Regions from separate parts of the Zea mays genome. Here all the other regions are linked to region 3. Evidence: chromatin contacts called from public Hi-C data. All regions are on one chromosome and are shown on one strand. Each heading gives the region's core, a stretch centred on a gene start, on an enhancer-like site or on the middle of the called end of the contact. The rest is flanking DNA. Distances are from core to core; before and after follow the strand shown. Region 1 holds the start of LOC100191579. Region 2 holds the start of LOC606475. Region 3 holds the start of LOC100273218.

What was found. Hi-C and Micro-C count contacts between places; a contact is called where the count stands out from the background.
Region 1: a contact with region 3 is called in a Hi-C map of endosperm, with 2.3 times the contacts expected there. The contact joins the promoter of LOC100191579 here to the promoter of LOC100273218 in region 3. A contact is called at or near these places in 4 of 25 Hi-C or Micro-C datasets (ear, endosperm, leaf and 1 more).
Region 2: a Hi-C map of tassel shows a contact between it and region 3, with 4 times the contacts expected there. The contact joins the promoter of LOC606475 here to the promoter of LOC100273218 in region 3. A contact is called at or near these places in 2 of 25 Hi-C or Micro-C datasets (bundle sheath and tassel).

Annotation. Positions count from the first base shown.
Region 1 is chr4:240,429,953-240,432,689 of Zm-B73-REFERENCE-NAM-5.0, reverse strand. It overlaps LOC100191579, which reads right to left and starts at 1,287. Exons shown (of 8, transcript NM_001137009.1): 1 at 1,082-1,287; 2 at 828-956; 3 at 239-354. The coding sequence starts at 1,177. It also overlaps the pseudogene LOC100533160.
Region 2 is chr4:240,378,057-240,380,907 of Zm-B73-REFERENCE-NAM-5.0, reverse strand. It overlaps LOC606475, which reads right to left and starts at 1,254. Exons shown (of 5, transcript NM_001309486.1): 1 at 1,139-1,254; 2 at 985-1,015.
Region 3 is chr4:240,601,296-240,603,995 of Zm-B73-REFERENCE-NAM-5.0, reverse strand. LOC100273218 reads left to right here and starts at 1,386. Exons shown (of 10, transcript NM_001147660.1): 1 at 1,386-1,715. The coding sequence starts at 1,543.

The sequences.
Region 1 (2,737 bases), core at 38-2,537, 170 kb after region 3:
TCTGAAACCATAAAGCTGATAATACATAATACTTCTACCGTACACTCATCAATGGTTTAGGACTCGATCAACTTAAAAGGAATATGTAAAAGAGTTGTCAAAACAACAACAAAAGCATTGACGAAACTATTTTCGTGCATTTCCATGTGCCTGGAAGCTATAGAACAGAATATAGCAGCAATATAATTTAAATGCAAAAAATCAGCACTACATTATAGTTACAAGTAGAGTTACTCACACTGCCTTGCAAGCACCAGGAACATGATACTTGAAATGCATTTTTCCCAGCCAATACCTCGCATGTGTATTACCATTGTCAATCTCCAAAGCCAGCTCAAAGTTTTCCTTAGCGCCCTTTACACATGAAGAAAGTTATGTAAAACAAGATGTTAAGACCATTAGTTAAAAAACATTGTCAAGCAGGTGGCCATGAGAGGTTCAACTTAAAAAAGTTAAGCCGGTTAAAAGAACAAGATCAGTGTGATCTAGTGGAATATCTCCACTACACAACTCCAGCCGATTAAGGCCTTGTTCGTTTCTATCAGATTGTACCCGGAATCGTTCCAGTTAATTAAAGTTTATATAAATTAGAGAAGCAATCCGGTTAGGAATCGTTCCGACCCACCAATCCGGCACAAACGAACAAGGCCTAATTCACGGAATATGAAGAGAACTCGTTGCCCCCAAGTTCTCTGTCAATGCTGGAGATATCACAAAATTCAACTAACTAGGCTACAATAAGTGAACCTTTTTTTTGACGGATTAGGTGTTCCCTCATCTCATTGCAGAAAAATGGGAGCGGAAAGAAGATAAACCCTAAGCCGTACCCTTAGAAGCGGGATGAGGCGCTTGTCGTTGAGATCGGCGTAGTCGATGACGCGGTCGACCTCCTGGAGCGCACTCCATCCCTTGGCCACCAGCTCCATCGCCTTCTTGTTCCTGTCGTGCATCCACCTCTGCAACCAGACAACAAAATAAGAAATATACCGCTTCAGGATTTCAGTTCATCACCAGCGCCACTACTATAAAACATGGCTATCATCATATGAGATCCACCCACGTCCCAATTGACGCGCCTAACCTGTTGGTTCAGTACGGCGGCGAGCTGGCTGGAGCGCATGGAAGAAGAGGAAAACGAGGCGGCGGCGGACAGCCGCCGCGCCGACGCCGCAAGCATGACGGCGCGTTGGCCACGGAGAGCGGCGCGGAGGCCTAGCCGGCGGCTACAGCTGGTGCTCCAGCGGCGACGCCACCCCGCACTCCCGTCGTCTTCGTGTTCTTCCAGCGGCTGCGGCCCTGCAGGCGAGGTGAGCACGGAAGCAGCGGGGTACCTAGGAACGCCGAATGTCCTATCCGTCCTCGCGTAAAATATTTTTTTTTCGATATCTCATTTTTTCCTTTATACATTAAACATCTATATTAACAACATATTTCCTTATTATTAACGGACGGCGCCTACTAGCTCATTCACGTCGTCAGAAAACTTTGTAGCCGTTCGATGATGGATCATTAGTCCATCTTCCTTGCTCTCTCATACGCCCCTCGTACTTATCGCCTCTAGAGACTTCCAAGTGACGCTAGCGTCAGCCTCGTCTCGCTCGTTTTGCTCCGTCTCTCTTCCTCCTCACTTCCCACCCACCCTCGTTTTGCTCCGTCTCTCTTCCTCCTCACTTCCCACCCACCCTCGCTCGTTTTGTTCTGTCTCTCTTTCTCCTCACTCCCTCCGTCGATCCTCTGCAGCTTGCATCGGTCGACCAGTAGTCTTCCACTGTAATCGCCTCTCATTATTCTTTCTGCCACGCTCCTCTTCGTCCTTACTCCCTCCGTCTTGTCTATCTGTAGCCACTTCGTCTTCCTACGTTTTTGCCAGGTTAGAAAAAGGCATGTTTTCTTTTTTCCCGATACTTTGTCCTTCTAGCAGATCTAGTTCCTTCTGCTTCACATTTATTGGATCTGTTAGTCGCTTCTTACGATTCGCATCTTAGATTTTTGGATTCGTTGGGCGCCTTAAACCGCAACCATATTTCTCCTCTAAGGTCTGTGTCTTGTCTTCGGCGTGAAAAGTGAATCACCCCACCTCCAAAAAATTACTTTGCCCCCCCCCCCATGTTACAGTTAACGTTCTTCGCTCCTTACTCTCTGCGTGTTATTTCATATTTACACAGTACATGGATGAATATTCTTTCGAAAAAAGATGTTAAGTAACTTAGTGACTCTCCTTAACACTGTAGGATTTGAGGCTGTCATAGTATGCTCTCTGACCGTGCTGGCGGGAGGAAGGAGGTGTGTATATAGTTTTCTTGCATTATTTTCCTGTGACTATTCTCATCCCTCCTATATGTTCTTTCAGATGATTTAAGTTCTCTGCGTTTATAACCAGAAAGAGGAGGATAATCCAATCATGGTAACTAAATAGTAGGTAGTAATGTTTCACGGTAAATCACAGTGCTCGAATGCGATATGATCTTTGACTCGGAGTATTGAAGACTAATTTAGTTTGAGTTTGAGATTAGTTGTTTTTGTCATTAATAAACTCACATTGGCATCTGGTTACGAGCTCACTACTAGATTTTAGATCTCCAGTTTTGGTGTACTTTTGCTGCATGTGTCTCCCAGAGTTGCAGATTTGCAGGTAGCACCTGATTCTTTTTTATTTTTGGATTGAGATACAGTGAAATTTATATTTGCCTGTTCCCACCATACTGTAATATGAATACAAGGATGGCTTGATCTGGCA
Region 2 (2,851 bases), core at 5-2,504, 220 kb after region 3:
ATAGGTTCAACGTTGCATGGACTCTAATTATATTGTTACAGATTCTATGCACAGGCCATCGAGTGCGGCATGTGTGGTGTGTTCATGCAGCACACTTGCCATCCTGTAGTTTCTTCGTGACGTAATCGGTCCTCGACGAGGATAAAGTCAGTCAGTCAGCCAGTTTAGCTGACCAGCTTTCTTGTGTAGTCTCGATGCAGATTCAGTGATTGTGTACATCGCATTGCATTGCATCATAGAGGTGCACATAAAGATCTCTATTGCACGGTGGCCCATCAGGGACATCAAAGCAAATGATGTATGAAGTTTGGGTAGATAAGACCAGAACGGTGCGCAGCATGATGGCACAACTCAACTGAATGACTCATGCAATGGGACCATAATAATGGTCAAATACAGTCATATAGCATAATTTCAGATAATGCAGAAACAGACAGTCCATCACAACCTTGTAACTAAGCATCCCCTATTCTATCCTCTATTTCAAACTAACAGTATCAAACAGTGTCATCTACAGTTCCAAGGAAAGTATTTTCCACTGCCCATATTTTCCATGGAGACAGTCTGACAGACCCATTTCCCGAAAGACAAAGAGCACTACTGAAACCTTCAGATTTCCTCCACGGCTCACGGCGGCAAAAGCCCCCAGATTCCCTCGTATCAGATGCCATGCCATAGCTGTCGACTAATCATCGGCCGCACGAATCTCAAGGACACGCCCCCTCAACCCCGGTCCCAAAAACCTCCCGCGCGCAAACGAGGATAACAACGGGAGAGGAGAGCACGAGAGAGACGGCAGCCAAACCAACGAGTATTGGCAACGTTTTGCATCCAAATCCCTACAGATCGATCCAACCCTCGCGGGCAAGAATAACAAAAAAAAATCCAGCAAAAACAACCGATCGCGTGATGCCGTCAAAAGCAACAAATCCAACAGACCCAACCACGATGATACGAACAAGGGAAGGAGACGGACGTGTGTACCTGAGCCCCGATCCTCCTCGACTCCTCGCGACTGGCAGACGGCGGCGCGTCGGCAGAGAGGACGGAAACGATCTCGTCAGGATCGACGGCGGAAGAACCCAAACAAAACGAAACGAAACGTGAGGGGATTGAGAAGAGGGGTCCGAAAACCTACCTCGCGTCGCCTCGTCTCGTCTCGTCTCCGCAAGAACAAAACAACAGTTTTTTTTTCTTTGCGTTCGCGTGCGTATTTGTTCGCCTGATCGGTGGGAGAGGAAGGGACGCGAGGCACCGACGTCGAGGCGGGTCAAAGGGCAGCGCCGGCCGGTCCCACGAGTCGGTGGCAGCGGGAAACCGCGCGCGGTGCCAGTGCCGTGGCTTTCGTGGAAGCCAACCAAGTGTCCAGCTGGTGACGTGATTTGTGTGACTCAAGGACAGGTGGGCCGATTTGCTAGGCCCACACGGAAAGGGCTGCACCGTGCACGGGCTTGGGCAGGATCGTTGGAATTATGGTGTAGTTGTGTACAAATACAACTGCTGTTTTTTTTTAAGGAAAAGATTTATTGAAGTTTCTACTTATACTTTTGATTTATTACGAGAAACAATTAAACTGATAAGCTACTATAAAAACGCCCATCTTTTGCTTAAATCTGTAAAAAATATCTGAAATAAGTTGTACCAAACAAGACCAATATTGGGACATGAAAATTTGAAAGCCATGTTCTAAATCTAAAATAGTAGGATCTAATATTTTTATTTAAAATAATCAATAACAAACTAAAACTTGCAATAACATATAGTGTAATAGAATATATAAAGAAAATATCTATTTTATTTGAATAACATCGTTTTTGGTGGGTTTTTAAATAATATATTCTACAATATGTTTATATTCAATCTTCTCCATAGCTTTAATCGCGAGTGCTATTCTACTAAATATCATGTATTTGTTGTGTCATACTATAACACAAATATAAATTTAGTAGGTTTAATTTAGAGAAACTTCATTCACGCACGCGAACATGTATTAGAATCCTATGAAGATTCATTCTTTGTTCCGCTTTGACGCAACGGTAGGGTAGGAAGGAAGATAGATGTTGCATATTAACATATGTTGTATAAGATTATAAGGGCTAGTTTTGGAACATCATTTTCCCAAGAGATTCATATTTTCCCAAGTAGGAATCCTTTGGAAAAATGGTATTCTGAAACTAACCCTAAAACCAGGGACCAAGCTACACTATAGGTAGCGGATGCAAATGCACCCCAAAAAAATATAAAATCTATAAAATTGGTTAAAATTTTACCATATATGCGCCCGTAAAATAAATTCTTATGTATCCACAAGTCAAATGCACCATCCTTAATTTTGCTCTAGCTTCACCGCTGCCTAAAACTAGAACAATCTGATAATTTTGGGACTCTTAATTTTTTGAGGCTTGCAAGTGCACTGCTCGCACATAGCCCGGGCCTAAGAGCCTTCGTAGAAGAATATAAGATTGTCTCCAACAATAGTCTGTAAACTGTTTTGTCCGGTATATTTAGCTGTCGGCGTTTCGAGACCGGGGGGTCCCTAGGCCGACGAGTGAAATGTCGCCGCGTGCCCCAGCCCAGATGGGTCGGCGCGAGGCCGAGCGCGAAGGGGGGAGAAAGGTGGCCGGAGTCGGGCGTGAGAGAGGTGGAAATCCCGCGGCCTTCGTGTTCGTCCCGCGCCCAGGTCGGGTGCGCTTGCAGTAGGGGATTACGCGTCCACGCGGGTGAGGGAGCGAGCGGCCTTACGCGAGCGCCTGTCTCGTCCTCGTCCCCGCGCGGCCAACCCTCTCTAAGAGGGCCCTGGTCCTTCCTTTTATAGACGTAAGGAGAGGACCCAAGTGTACAATGGGAGGTG
Region 3 (2,700 bases), core at 137-2,636:
AGCACTTGGAAATGTCTATACTATGACTTGGAATGTTGCTTGGGTTCATACACCTTGAAATGGCCGGTTGGGGGTGTATTTATAGCCCCCAACATCAAAATAGTCGTTGGAGAAAAGCTGCTAATCTTTGCGGCACACTGGACAGTCCGGTGCCTCTGTCCGGTGCACCTAGCCATTGGATCTGACACCGCAGGTGACCGTTGGCGCGTAGGCTTTTCACACAGGACAGTCCGGGGTTCACACCGGACAGTCCGATGGCTTCTCTTCACCAGTGCCACTAGGAACTAGTCGTTGGGCTACAGTTCCCTGATGCACCGGACAGTCCGGTGTGCCAGACCAGATAGTCCATCGTGGCAACACTTCCTTTGTTTCTTAGACTTCACTTGATCTTCATAATGTCTTCTTTTAAGGTGTTGCTTTCCTCAATGCCTTAGTCCAAGTAACTTTAACATCATGTGAACTACAAAAACAAACACATTAGTCCACATGTTATGTTGATTATCAAACAACAAAACCTATTGAACCAAATGGCTCGGGGTCCATTTTCCTTACAACCTCCACGCCATGTTGCACTCTGCTCAAGCAACCTCATCGCTGATCATCCACTCCCAATTTGCTTCATCGAAGGCTATAGAGGAACAAGGACAAAAGAGGAGGAAATGAGAAGTTGAGAAGACGAACCACTTCATCTCCTGTCTATCGTATAATTGCGTGTTGTAGGATGTGGAAAGCGTGGGCCAAGGTGCCACACTTACAGCCGGATAAAACCACTCCATGTCGTGCTCCACGTCACCAGAATAGGTCTATTAAACCACTAGAAAGTGTTGGGTGTATGCTATTGTAAGGATAATAGTTGAACATCTGTTTTAAGGACTAGCATATAACCTGTGCTAACACTACGATCCCAGGGGAGGGGTCGATGACGACAGCGCGAGGGGAGGGGTTAACAGTGGCAGCGACGATGCGAGTGAGGGGAAGGGTGCGGCAGGGACAGGGGAGGGGGGATGGAAGGCTGGGGCAGCGGGGACACAGGAGAGGGGGAAGGATAATTGATAATCTAAATAATATTGTCCATTTAATTTAAGGGAGAGAGAGTTATCCACCGATCTAAACCGTTGATTTTGATAGTGTGTTAAGTCCGATTACAGTTTGTTTTATTGATTTAATGGAGGTTATGTGTGTGAGAGTGATTTGATTAGATGAATTTTGTAAAGTTTAAACTGGTGAATTATATATGGTCAAAAGTTTATGTAGTCTTTTTCCCCGTCGCATTCCGTGTGGTCGTCCGAGCCGGCCCAGGCCTGCTCGCCGAGGACGAGATGCTCCGCGCTTCCTTATCAACACGGGCCGCTCGCTCTCCTTCTACCAGCCTGCTCCGGTCCTCTTGGAGTTGGGCCTGCCCACCTCCCGGCCGGTCCGCCGCGCGGTTCCAGTTTCGCCTCTCGTCGCCGGTCCTGGCGAGCCCCGCCTCCTTGATCTCCGACCAGCAGCTTCCCCACTGCCCACTCCCCAGCCCCGGACGTGCCCTTCGCCGGTGCTGTCATGGCGTTCGGCCGACGGAGCCCCGGATCCTCGCGGCACCCTCCCGCGCTCACCATCGTCACGGCGCTACTCCTCGCCTCCCTCTACTTCGCCGCCGCGGCGGCGGCTCTATCGCCCACCGACGCGATGCACAACAACAACTGGGCCGTGCTCGTGTGTACCTCCCGCTTCTGGTGAGCCCTCTTCATCCTCCTCGTCTGCCCATGCCTGGATAGGCATAACTTCAGCGGGTTTCGTGTGAGGAACTAGTAGAATACTAAATAGGGCGCAGTCTAGTGAAGTTGTACTTGTATTGAATTCACTGCGCTGTCCATAGAGCTTGTTGCGCGCTCATGTGACATCTAATTGGTGGCGGCGGATCACACAAATGACTGTATTAAGTAGTGTATGGTTTTTGGATCTCTATCCCATTGATAATGAATCGAAGTTCGCACTTGCATGTACCGGTAATTGCTTGCATGGATGATCACTGGAAGTTGAGGTGGAATTGACAGTAAGAAAACACACAACAGGGAGTGAGAAACTGAGCTTCTCAAACTTCCATCTCTGGAATTTGGTTGAAACAGAATCGTATTGTTTGGCCAGTCTGTTTGGCTCTGTTCAGAACTAAAACGACAATTCCAATCAATTCAGTGAAGCCCACCAGAGCAAGATAAAATTCATGGCTTGATACGTGGAAAGTTCAATTCCATTTTATTCTACTATTTACTCGCCTGCTGGCTGCTGCCCCTGTCATTGGAAGCATCTGACCTGTTCCTTGTAACTGTTAGACAACCATGGGTTCACAACAACATTAAAGGAGCACTATCGAGCATGCCTGCTTGGCTGCTCAAAGATACTGGAAAAAGCATTCCAATTCAGGGGATCCAAACGGGTCGTAATAGTATTGGTTACTATTTTTGCTGCAATACCTGAGGTTTATTACAAAATTCTAGAATGATTTGGCAGTTGAGTTCTCTTCTCAATGAAGATAATCCAGCAACAGATTTGTCATTTTGTCGCAGGTTAAGAATAATCATGCTTCAAAAGTCAAGTGCTTTGAGTAACTATGTGAGTTCAGTTGTGACTATCACTAACCAACCTAACAAGGTCAAAAGTCCTTAAACAGAGTATTCATCTAGATTGGCACAGTTTTACATGTCTGTTCAGTTGTAAGTG